Linked DNA regions of Gossypium arboreum: region 2 is linked to region 1. Evidence: chromatin contacts called from public Hi-C data. All regions are on one chromosome and are shown on one strand. The core of a region is the stretch at or near the end of the contact, and the rest is flanking DNA. Distances in the headings are between cores, read along the strand shown.

Region 1 (6,812 bases), core at 2,107-4,606:
TGCTCAGCTATGATAAACTAATCGGCTGTTATATTGTACCAAAAATTAGATACGAAGAGAGCATAGTATGAGACACATTGCATGCATGGGCATAAACATGCTTGGAAGATTATATTTTTGAAACTTGGAAAGGAAAAAAAAAAAAAGAAAGGAAGAAAGAGAGGCCTTTACCGCCTAAAATGACTTTGACCATCTATATTGTTACAATTTATCTGCAACGTAAATCTGCATCCATAGGTGCCAAGACCGAAGTAGTTTTGTTTTCCCTTTAAACAAAGAAAAATAGGCACTATATCATTTCTTTTCAGATTTCTACACCCTGGAGTCCACTTCTTTTAGTATCTGAGAGTTGAGGGACACATCAAGCATAAACACTATGCATAACACCAAGTTGTTCCATGATTTTGATTTCCTAGATATATTAAGGCTGGATACATGTTTACCATTTCAGCCACAACTACAAGCATGAAAGCGTCTATGAATCTCCAAAAGTGTTGAAAACTAGAATCAGACATGCAGGCCCATACACAATATTCGACATGATAAAAGCTACAAGTATTTGAAGGTCAACAATATCACCCACAAAAATCATACTTAGAGCCAGAAAAATGTTAATACAAATCAATAATAGCTTATAATATCAAATAGTAAGCACCAACTCTCTTAAAAGCGTTTGTAGGAAGAATTCAAACAAATAAATCAACATTGAGGCCATGACAGATCCCACATCTACCACGCAGTTAGAAAAGACAGAGACAGAGACAAATGTGAAACATTCAAAGAGACACAAAGGAAGATGCAAAGTAGGAAGATATGGCAAGTTGTCATATTAATATAACAATTACCCTTAATACAGCCCTTAGTGACTGTACTGCAATAATATACCTGCAATGACAGCCCAAAATTTGGATTTCTCTACTTGTATTTATATGTAGAGTAGATGAATATTTGGTCATGGACATGTTAAAGCACAAAAGGATAAAGCTTCATCTAACTTAACTGTTTCTGAACTATTTGCCTTCTTCACTTCAAGCTCCATAGATGGATTTGATGAAGTAAAATTTTCTTTGGGAGTAACATTGGGTCCATTGTTTTCCTCCTTTGCAATGAAACATGAATCTGATGAGTTCAATTTTTGGTTCTTATGCAGGGCAGCGGACTGCTCTAGAGAACCAGACCTTGAATCTGGGACAACATCCTGAGATTGCTCATTCTTGAAAGGAAAATTGTCTTAGTTCATGAAATAATGCATAAAATAAGCAAATATAAGAAGGAAAACTTAATAAACAAATGCTAGGAAGGTACACGAATTACAAAAACAAAACCAATATGCCAACAGCTAGAGGAGTTGACCATGCTTATCAAGTTCTACATGCAAAAGCTCTCCAAATAAATAAAACACTAATCAATATTCCACCTCTATTTCAGTCAATTTATGGCTCTCCATTCTCTTTCCATCCAGAATGACAAAGCCTAGAAGAAAAATCTAACATCACTACAACTTTGTGACATCCAGACAGTACTAAACGTCTAAACCTAAACTCAGAACAACCACAACAAAATGCATGTACCAGAAATAAATTGAAGCATCCCATCAAGCTAATGTAAAACCGAGAGACAAAAACCATATATAGTACACAAATTTGGTTGAAATTGCAGAGTTAAGAGACACAATTTGTAAAACTCAACGTGAGGTCACATGCTTCTGGTATTATCCCTTTAAATTTCTGGGTTGAATAAAATTCATGTCAAGTTAGTAAAAGAGTATGAAAAATATTCAAAAGTCAAACCTGCTCATGTTTCTCATTGTAGAAACTTTTGAGCAGAGCCTTCATTATTTCATGCAACTTCTCAACAGGTTCGGTATGCATCAATAAATAAACCTCAATGTCATTCTCATCCTTGTTCCTCAACTTCCTTATTGAGATATCAAGGCAGTTGATCTTAGCTCTCAAAGCATTACAGCAAATGTCATGCCATTCTTCATGTTCAGCCCAGACCAATTCACTTTGGAGCAACACCAAATCTTTTTCAAGTTCATCGATTTCAGTATCTGCTTTTGCAATCAATATCCTCAACACTTGAATACAAGATTTCTCATTCAAGGCATTTTCTTCAATCATATCTGTAGAAAAAGAACACATTGCATAACTATGGTAATTAAAAAAGACAAGAAAATATCCACCAGAAGTACAAATAAAATAGGACCATTATTATACCGATGCCATAACCAAAGTAAAAGTCATACGGCCATTCTGGTTGTATGAAAGGGCTGTTTTCTTCTGCAGATTACAGACAGTTAGTCAAACCACACAAAAAAAATGATCAAAATAAGACTGCATGCATGTGCTAATTTGAGAAAAATAAAGCACCTTCAGTGAATGATGTCCCCCAGAGGTCGAAAGCCATAAATGATAGGTCCTGCAATACAAACAATGCGACATTATGATTCTTGCAAAACACAAGAAAGCACAATAATGATTCATTACACTATAAAAATTAAAGGGTCATTACAACTATTAAGTATCCTTATTAGAAATATCCTTTATCAATTACGGCGGTCAAGGAGCCTTTACCAGGTCCTTAAATTGTCACCAACAAATTCAAGATTCATTTTCTGGTAACAATCACGATAATCCAACATGAAAAAAAAAAGAAAAAGGTTAAAACCAACGCAAAGTAAACATGATTAAAAGGTATCATCAAGAACGTTAACATAACAAATTTATCCATATATACATTAACATACAACTTATAATAAACAACACGAAATCATTAGCTAATAGTAAAACTTGAAAAAAGGAACTCAGTTTTAACGGCCAAAACTAGCTCGTAATCAAGCACTTACACGTAAACTGTGTTCATTCAAATAGATAAATTAACGACTAAGAAACATCAACACTCAAATTAAAACCACTTCCTTTTTTTCCCATTTTCATCAAACAAAAAAAATTTGAAAAAGAAATTCAAGGCTGAAACAACACTAGAATACTAAATGCCATACAAAACAAAGAATCGACCAAAAGTAGAAAAAGAAAACAGAAACGTAGCATTTTTTTTTTCCTTCTATTTTCTCGAAGGCCAAACCGTACCTCGGCTCAAACAACGAATCAAATGAGGAGATCCCTACAATGGATAACCGGCCATTTTATATAATTTCGAGATCTCAAAAACAAAAACAAATTATATAGAGAGAAAGGGAAGCACTTGTAGTGAGAGAGTGAGCTTAGTGAGCAAAACGTTTTTTTTTTTCTGAGTGCGCGTGTTAGTGAAGGAGAAAAATACTGAGAGTGAAAGCGACGAACGTTTTTCATTTTTTTTTTCGGCTGATTCCCGGGGGGACTAACATGGAAATATGGCATTTTTTAAGGGTAAAATTGGAATATAAAATACAAGTGGCAATGAAACGCCATCTGTGTCAGGTCAGTCGTAGGACACGTAAGAAGTTTTGGGTCCACCCAAGAGATTCCCCCTCTCACCAATTTAGCCCTATTTGGCACAATTGGCTGCCTGTGGACCGTCGATCCGTTGACTTTCATGAAAGCTCATCGACGGTAAAGAAACGCATCGATTTCCGTGGGGTCCACACGCTTTTACATTTACGCTGCTCAGATACTGCCGTTCCTACGCTGTAACCGTCATTTTCCCTTTTTTTTTTTTAATCTTTGTCTTTTTAGCCGTCTTTCTGGGTATTGCAAAATAGACCGATGCGATTTTGCGTTGAAAAATTTTGACTCCGTAAATTTGTTTTAAAATTTAACCTATGCTAAAAGTTTATATGCTTTTTTGGAATTTAAAATTACATACATCATTGAAAAATATATAAACAAAAACAAAATTTTCATGTTGGATAATTTTAATTTAATCCAATATTTTAATAAAAATTATTAATTATTTATATTTACACCGCCTTTGGTGTTTCTTTATTATAGGAAAATTACTTTACAACATTTGATATGAATCCGTAAAAGTTGTATTAACTTATTTTGCTACACTCAACACTAATGTAATAATACATTACAAAAATTACCCTTATTAAATAAAAGATAGTATTTATGTATTTTAACATTTTCAATCATTTTTATTATTAACAAATATTTGAATTAATCCAAAAATATAATTTACTCAAATTTTGGTCGAATGTGTTACATGAATACATTTAAAAATTAACTTGTATATTAATTTAAGATTGTGAATATGTAAAATTTGTAATGTGTTCCTCCTCACATTATAAGTATAAATTCAAGTGTATTCATATATTATGTATATGGCTTCAAATTATTACTTGGTAGATTTAGAAAATGAAAAGAAAAAAACAAAACTTTTGAAAAATACATAATTTTAAACTAACATACGTATCTCATTCATTTTTTCTCTTCCCATTATTTCAAATTGGAATATTAGTTTTATACATTAAAATAGAAAATTATCATCTCTTTTATTTTTTTCCTCTCGCTTTTTTCCCTACCAAATACATTTAAAATTTATTTTCTTTTCACTTTTCTACTCACTCCTTTCATTTATTCACTTTTCCATCCAACCAAACATATCCTTAATGTTGAAAAGATTAATGATAATAGAATTATTTTAACGAAAAAGTGTGGAATTGAAAAAGTTTTAAGTACACTTAACAACCCATAATAAAAAATAATTGAATTATTTCAACGAAAAGTGTGGAAAATGATAAAGCAGATAATAAGCTATTTATCACTTAATGTAGAATTTCTTTTTTCATTCTATTTTATTTTATTTTATTTCTTTTAACATTACCCTTTAAATATTTTACCTTTAAATTTTTAAAATTTACATTCATCAAGCATACTAATTATATTCCATACTTAATTTTGAGTAATTTATCAAACAAATCTTATAACTTAATTTAATACTTAGTTTTTCATTAATTTTTAGTTTATCGACAACACCTAAATTCAATTTTTAAAAAATTATGTTTAAATAAATTATCTCTTAGTCTTTACACTTTAATTTTGAGACATTGAATCTTTATATTTTTCAATTTAAAATCTCAATCCTCCGTTCAATTTGGCGTTGTGTTGTTGACATGTCAATTATAAAACAGTAATATTACTTAGTTAACTCTTAACATTTATAGTTTTAATCAATTTAGTTATTACTCTTTAAAAACACAAAATTCTGATAAAAAAGTTTTAAAAGTTTCATGTTTAAAAAACCTAAAATTTATTTCTTTTAAAATTTTCCAAAAAAAAACTCTTTAAAAATCAAACATGAGAAATCATTTTAAAAATAAAATTTATTAAGATATAAGAAAGCCATTAAAAAAGTGTTATTTACTCATTGAATGGTAATAAAGTCTCTCCAAATTTTGAGATATTTATTCCATCCATGTTAAATCATATTTGAACAGGTAATTTTAATTCAATTCAAATAAATTATATATAAAAATATTTATATTTAAATTTAATTATAAAATATTAGTGTAAAAATAAACTTCAAATCCGTATATATTAAATTTAAGCAAACCAAGTTATTTTTTTCAAAATACACTATAAAATTTTTGAATAGTTAATGATTCAATTAACAATAATTAAGAGTTGTTGATTTGGCTTATTCAAAGCCTTTTTTCATTGTTTTTATCACAGTATATTTTATTCTGTTGCATACTTTGTTTTTTAAATAATTTTTCATTTAAAAAAAAGATGGGTGAGAGTTCCCTCTTGGCAGCTAGCCTTAACAGGCATAGGTCTCCCCCATTAATAGTGATCAATAGACGGATTGAGAAGGTCAAGAGTAAGGAAGGAAGCTCAATCTTACGAAGTTCTTGATAGGAGACAACAATATATTTCCTTCTGAGGCAAGTTGCTAGAGAATATGGTAGAGGATAATGAGATGGTTTTGGGGCTCAATGACATCTTTGAGATAAAGGAGACTGATGTAATGGTCTCTTGAGGTGGGCTAGTCTCGAAGATTTTCTTCTCAGAACGAGTCCATGAGATGATACACAAAAGCATGGCTAGCACGATCATTGTGCAGTTTCTTGGAAAATCTATTAGCTTCAAAGCACTCAGGGTCAACTTCAAAATCTATGACAGCCAATGGGCGAATTCAAGTTGACTGACTTGTATAATGAATACTTTCTAGTCAAGTTTACCTTAGCGAAGGACTATAATTAAGCGTTGACCACAGGACCATGGTTGATCTATGGACATTATTTAATGGTCTAGCCATAGAGCAAAGATATTTCTACGAAGAAAAAGTATTTATCAAAAGTTATTGTTTGGGTTCAATTGTCTGGACTCCCCTACAAATATTTCTTGAAGGGTCTTACAAGAAGGATCACCTTTTATGTGACATTATGCGAATTGACTATAATACAAATATTGCAAAAAGAGGTAAATTTACGCACCTAACAATGGTTGTTAATCTTACCAAACCATTTTTTGCCATGCATTAGGATTGATGGGTTTTCTTAAATTATCGAATATGAAAGGATGTCGACCATCTGTTATTCTTATGGTCACTATAGCCATAGTAGAGTGTTGGAAAAATCCTAGTTTGAAAATTGTTTCTTGCACAATGAAAAATTAAAATTTTGAAAACTGACTCGATTTGTGATATTTATAGCAATAAACCTTAACCGAATTCATACATGTGTTTTTTACTTAAAGAAAGTTCGTTGTTCCCAGCTTTCAACCAATTGATCTTTTCAACTATCCTCACACCACGAACTGCTTCAAGTATGGGCTCAAACCAATTGAATTGAAACACAAAACTAGAAAAAGTTTTCTCTCCTTTTGGGATAAAAACAAAAATTTTCTCTTTTTGATAGAAACCGA
Region 2 (6,812 bases), core at 3,185-5,684, 200 kb before region 1:
TTCACATATATTCATTTCAATTCAGAAATCAATCCATTCAATATATATATCTACTAATTCAATTCATTCAATCAATTATCAAAATATCAATTACTCACCTCAACACTTACCATATACATTAAATAAAAATTACAACAATTAATAACTAGCTTCGGATTATAGAAATACAAACCAAAAATTTCGAGTTATTCCTCGTCGACTTTATCTTTCCCTTTTTTAGTCGAGGATTCCGTTACGACGTTAGCTACGAAATTAAAATAATTAAAATTTATCAATACAATACAATTTAAATTTCATATTGAATATTTCAAATTTTTACTCAATATTTGTCTAAATTTTAATTTAGTCCCTAAACCGAGACTAATTTTGTTTCTTCACAATCAATTTTATATTTTCATACAAATTCCACTTTAGACTAGATTTAACTCCCTAGTTTCACTTAAATCCTTAAATTTTGAATTTTCACAATTTAGTTCCTAATACTCAAAATTTACAATTTATTTTACAATTCAATCGCTTTTTCATTTCTAACTTAAAATCTATCAATTTAATCCCTAATATTAAAATCATTCAAAAAGGCATCACTTAAAAACTCAATAGTTTCTAAAATTTTGATATGAGTCGAGTAGTATTTAACACCTGAATTTTAAAAATATAAAAATTAAAAAAAAAAAAAAGACTAAAATAACTAACCAATTAAGCTTGGAACTCTAGAAACTCCTAAACCTTCGTCTCCTTCTTTCTCCTGTTTTTTCTTTCTTTCCCTTTCAGTTTTGTTTTGCTTTCTCTATTTCTTTCTTTCTATTTCTTTTTCTTTCTTTCTTTATTTTGTTACTTACTTTAATATAATATATATTAAATTCACAAAAATCTTCCTTACATCGTCTCATTTATGAGCAATAGCATAATTGCTCATTTAGCCCCTTTAATTTTTTTAATCTATAATTCAACTTTCACCCTATATGTAATTTAGTCTTTATATCTAATTATTTTTAATTCAATCAAATTCACTTAATTAAAACCTAATTAACTACACAACTAGCTTCATAAATATTTATTAAAAATATTTACGAGTCTGATTTACGGAATCGAGTCCCGAAAATACATTTTTTTTAATTTGATCCTTTTTAATTAATTAACCAGCGAAACATTAAAATTTCTTAACGAAACTTTAATACCACCTTAATGACACTCCGTAAATATTTATAAAAATATTTAAGACTCAGTTTATAAAAATAAGGTCCCGATACCTTATTTTCTAAAACCATTTGAACTTAATAAATCACTTATATAACATAAATTATCAAATCAAAACTTTTTAAAATCACACTTGTCTCGTGAATATTAAATAATAATATTTAAGAACTTATTTGTTAGATTTGGTGACCTAAAATTATTGTTTTCGACACTACCAAAAAAACGAACTGTTACAAAAATAAAGAAGTTAAATGTTGAAAAAGAAAAGAGAAACTAACACACAAAAACAGAACTATTAAGAGAATTGAGAAGATATGTAGGTTAAGGTTAAAATATGATTATATTATATATGAAAAAGGAGTCAATATCAAATTAACAACCATAATTAGCATTTAAATTTAGAAGATATCAACAATATGTAATTATATTATACTACCATATCAAAGGATTTACGGCAGGAAAAATTTTCAAATCATTTACTAGTTTGTACAGGGTTAATAAATTTATTTAAAATTTAATTAATATATTGAAAAACTAATGTAATTATAAAATATTTTAAAAATATTTAACTAATTTAGAATAAATTTATTAATATTATTTAAATTTGAAAATATAAACTATTAAAACAATATAAAAGATCTCATGGTTTAAATATTAATATTAGTCAATTAACATGAGTATTGTTGTTAATACAGGAGGACGTGAGTTTGCATTGAGGAGCTATGAATAGTTTTAAGCATTGTTTAAAAATATTAATATTAATTTATTATAATTGAAATAATAATATTAATAATTTCTTACATATTATGAAATTATTTTGTTTTATTGTTAAGAATGTAATATTCTTTTTTTTGTAATTTTATATTTATTTTACTTTGCTTTAATTAATGAATACAAATAACTCTTATTATATTTAAAAATATAAATTTAATTTGAGAAATGTTATTAATATGGATTTTTAAAACTATATTTTAAGCTTAATAATTTAATAATTATTAAATTTAATATTATAAAATTAAAAGTTAATTCAATTAATTAAAATTTTAAAATAAAGAGATAATTTATTTAAAATTGATTTCATATTTAATATATAAAAGTTGTAAAAATTTAAAACATAAGGTATAAATAATTTAAAAAATTAAAAGGCAAGGAATTAAAGAGTAATTTTAAATTGTTTAATATGAGGTAAATTTTATATGGTTTATGGAGGTTGGAATAATTTATTTATATTATATAAGCAACACCTCCAAATTTTCAAATATCAGTTACGTTAACTTTCAACGACTGATTTTTTTTTAAAAATTATTAAATGTTCTTTTAGGGAAAAAAAAAGAGTACACGTGACATGTAGCTAAACTCACAGGTGTAATTTTTAAAGGGTTAATATTTAGTTTACCTCTAAATAGTACTTACTTATTTCTTAAATTTTTTTTGGGACTTTGTTGGTATTTAAACTTATATTTTGTCATCTAAGCTGGTATCTCTGCACTGATATTATTAGTTTATATTGATGTGACACTAATAATCAATTTATTGGTGACATATAACAATTTTTAATAAGTCACGTGATCAATATAAATTTTAAAAATTAAAAACTTTAAAAATATAATTTTTTCACATCAATAATGAATCGGACCAAATTTTACTTTTTATTAATTTATTTATTTTTAAAGAATTTTTAAATTTATACTCCTTACATGACATTCTTAAAATTGCCATAAAATTAATTCAATAAAATAAAATTTTAAAATTAAAGGTAATTTATTTAAAAGTTACATAAAATTATAAAAATATGGAATAACTTAAAAGATTAAAAGACAAAAAGTAAAACTGTAATTTACCCAAATTATAAATAAATATTTCTAAGTAAAAATGTCATATGTCAAAAAAAATGTAATATAAAGATGGATATATATATATATATTATAACCTTAAATTGCTTTAGTGTATATAATTAAACTAAATTAGATATTTCATAATCAATAAAAATATCATAGAGTTTCTTATATTAGGAGTTAAATTATATTTTCTCTCTTCTACTAAATAATGGACAAATTAGTCCTTATACATTAGATCAAAAAGTAAATTGATCATTTTATTAAAAAAAATCATCCATTTGGACTACTAAAATTAGTATAGTTGACCAAATAACTAGATAAGAACACATGGCGTGCCATGTTTACCTTATACTGGCATATAGTAACTAGTTTTTAACAATAGAAATGAATAAAATTTTAACAAAATAACTAATTTACTTTTTAACGTAACGAACAAGCATTAATTGATCTAATTTCTAAATAAAAAGGCTAAAATAAAATATAACTTGTAATGCAGGGTCTCTACGATAATTTTACCGTAATCTTGCAATGCGATGAAACTACCCCTAATAAAACACAAAACGAGGGCGGGAAAGGATTAAAGAAGAAAGACGAGAAAGCTAAAACTTACATTGGATCCATCGTAAAATCTGAGCCGTCCATTTGACAAAGAAAAATCAGCGCTTTCCCTTACGCGGCAAATTCTCTACCACCTTCCAATTAATAAATTCACCCCCTTGGTGTTTCTCAAAATCAAAATTTGTTATTGATTCATATATTCTGCCTAACCTGCTCTAATTTTGTTGTTTTTTTTTTTTTTGGATTTTACAATTTTTAATCCCATGTAGTTATCTGTCTCATTACATTAATATTTTTATTTTTAAAAATTTATAATTTATGTATAATATAAAATTTGATTGTGAATGTACTTGAGAGCTCCCTTTATTATAATGATATAATCAAATTAGTTCCTTTACTATCAAATTGATCAATTTAATTTTGTATTATTAAAAGGAATCAAATAATGCTAAATTAAAATAGAGATAACATCATTTAAAAAATATCATTTACTATTCAACAAAATTAATATTTTAAAGTATTTATGGTTTTTATATGAAGTCTTTTGTTTCAATTAAATTAAAATTAAAATTAAAAAACAATTTTCAAGGCATTTTACTTTTTTTTTTTTCTTCACAATTTGGATTTACTTTGATTATTTTTAAAGTAAAGAGACTAAATTAATCTATTTAATAATAGAGGACTAGTTTGATCTAATCCCTATAATGCAGGGACCTCCCAAGTATTTTGACCTAATATATTTAACTCTTGTAGTTTGGATCAATTCAGGACTGAAATATAAAAATTAAAAAAGAAAGTAGAACCATGAAATTAGAGTATAAAGACTACATACGTAACTTAATATAACATAAGTGCTAATATCACAAATTGACCTCTTTAAAATGATATCATCAACAACCCTAGCCGCCATCTACTATTTCTTTCCCATTTCATTTTCGATTTCACTTTTTTTTACAAAAATATGATTTACGTGAAATTCTAAATCTCTATTTTATTTTCTCTCTTCAATTTCTAGGAAAAAAAAAACCCATTTTTTAAAAAATTTCATTTTCTCTGTCTCTTGGTAAAGAACAGAGATTTTTGTTTTTTTTTGGTTATGAAAATTTGGAGTTGATTGATCTTTACTCACCTTCTTTTTTTTCTTTGTTTACTCACTATTTTGTTGTAGCTGAGTCAGAGGTTATCAGATTTGTTGATAACTCGGTCTCGATCCGCTTCTTAACTGGAGTTTTATCCGTTGAGTTTCGTTACTTTCTATTTTTTGTAACGTTCTGCTGTTGTTTCTTGGGTTCTTGTTTCGACTGAGTCAAGTCGGCGTTCCGTTCTTTATCGACTGAGTGGACTCCTTGCGAAGTTCGCTGAGCTAACTCGCTAGTTGGGGGTGGGGAAGAAGAAGAACCGAAAGGCGATGCCTTCGGTGGGGATGAGGCGGACCACGAGGGTTTTCAGGATGGTGAAGAGCTCGGAGGCGCTGGTTCTTCGTTCCGGCCGGCGACTCTGGCCTGATTCCGTCGAAGTAGAGCCCAAGAGTGGAGTAAATAAGGCCACTGCCGAGGTAAATGGGAATCCAAAAATATTAGTCAACGAAGAGATTCCAAAGAAACAATCAAGGAAAAGGAAATCTGAAGCTGTAAATGATGATGCCAATGATGATAGGAGGTTTGGGATTGTTTATAGCCGAAAAAGGAAACGAAATGTTGTTCCAAACAATCAACTTTCTTTGAATTCGGAGCAGAAGAAGTGTGGGAAAAAGTTTCACAGAAGGCGGGTCATTAAGAAGACCAACAACGATGTGAAAGAATCGAGAATGTTCGCTTTTGTTGTCGGAAATGGAGGTTATCATGGCTGGTTTTCGAACCTTTTGTGGTTGGTTTTGGGTTATCTTAAAAGGGCAAATGTAAGGTTCTCAGGACTTACTGCCTTTTTAATGTCTCAGCCATTGTTAAGTGTTTACGCTTCTAATGGTGTTTATTTGTTGCGGGTAAGTTCTTAAGATATAGTTCTTAGTAACATGTATGTACTGAAGCTGGATTACATAAAGCATTTCATTTATTGGTTTTTCTTTATAAAAATTCATTTCAGGGACTTCCTGCAAATAGAAGTGGAATATGCAAGTTTTATGGGGATAGGGGGTCCATTCCGCTGTTTTATGTGGATTTTTCTGCAGTTCCCTATAGTTTTATGTATATGCATTGCGGAATGCTGCTTTGTTCAAGGCGTATGCAATTAGTTCTTGTAAATACTGATGAAATATTTAGTGCATGTGAAGAAGACAAGTCATGTCTAACCTCTGTTGTAGATTTTTCCAAGCGTTTGAGTGGTTCTAATGTAGTTAAGGTTGATAATTTCGGGAGCAAAGGTGTTTCAGATCGCGCTTCCAAACTAAAAGAAATAGGTCGAAATGGTCACTATAAACATGGTCTTTCTCGCATTATCCAGAGGAGGAGGAGTTCGATGCGGAGAAGGAGAGCTAGAAGTCCTTGGCTTCTCGGCATACATAAGGCTAGTGGAGCTCCAATGTCTGATTTGAGCAGTAGTAGGAGAAAAAGCATTCCTTTTTCTTCTGTTGTTTCTAGAAACAAGCTTAGGTGTTCAGTCTGTAATAGTTCAGCGAACTTAGCTGATGTTAGCTCTTCTATTTCGAACTTAATGCAGGGTGCAGATTCATTACAGTGCTCTGCCAATATATTAGTCACTGAACCGGACAGATGCTACAGGGAAGAAGGAGCCATTGTCGCTTTGGAGCTCTCTGCTTCTCGAGAATGGCTTCTTGTTGTAGGAAAAGATGGGTCAACTAAGTATACATACAAGGCAGATAGAGCTATCAGGCCCAGTTCTTGCAACCGGTTCACTCATGCAATAATTTGGACAGGTGATGATAATTGGAAGCTTGAGTTTGTGAATCAGCAGGACTGGGTCATTTTCAAGGATCTTTACAAGGAATGTTCTGAGCGAAATGCACCTTCTTCAACTGCCAAGATGATCCCTGTGCCAGGGGTTTGTGAAGTTTCAGGGTACGAGGATAGAGCCTTTGTACCATTTAAAAGACCAGATTTCTATATCACTTTAGATGGGGATGAGGTATCTAGAGCCTTGGCAAAGAGGACTGCAAATTATGACATGGACACGGAAGATGAGGAATGGTTGAAGAATTTCAATAATGAGTTTTTCTCTGGAAATGGTCATTGTGAGCATCTTTCAGAGGATTGTTTTGAGCTT

The links. Hi-C and Micro-C count contacts between places; a contact is called where the count stands out from the background.
Region 2: a Hi-C map of leaf shows a contact between it and region 1, with 2.7 times the contacts expected there. The contact joins the promoter of LOC108483550 here to the promoter of LOC108483741 in region 1. A contact is called at or near these places in 2 of 5 Hi-C or Micro-C datasets (both in leaf).

What each region holds. Positions count from the first base shown.
Region 1 is chr1:93,907,794-93,914,605 of ASM2569848v2, reverse strand. LOC108483741 reads right to left here and starts at 3,356. Exons shown (of 9, transcript XM_017787303.2): 1 at 3,093-3,356; 2 at 2,373-2,421; 3 at 2,220-2,282; 4 at 1,791-2,125; 5 at 1,001-1,213. The coding sequence starts at 2,409.
Region 2 is chr1:94,106,145-94,112,956 of ASM2569848v2, reverse strand. It overlaps LOC108483550, which reads left to right and starts at 4,434. Exons shown (of 5, transcript XM_017787007.2): 1 at 4,434-5,574; 2 at 5,676-6,095; 3 at 6,249-6,812. The coding sequence starts at 5,002.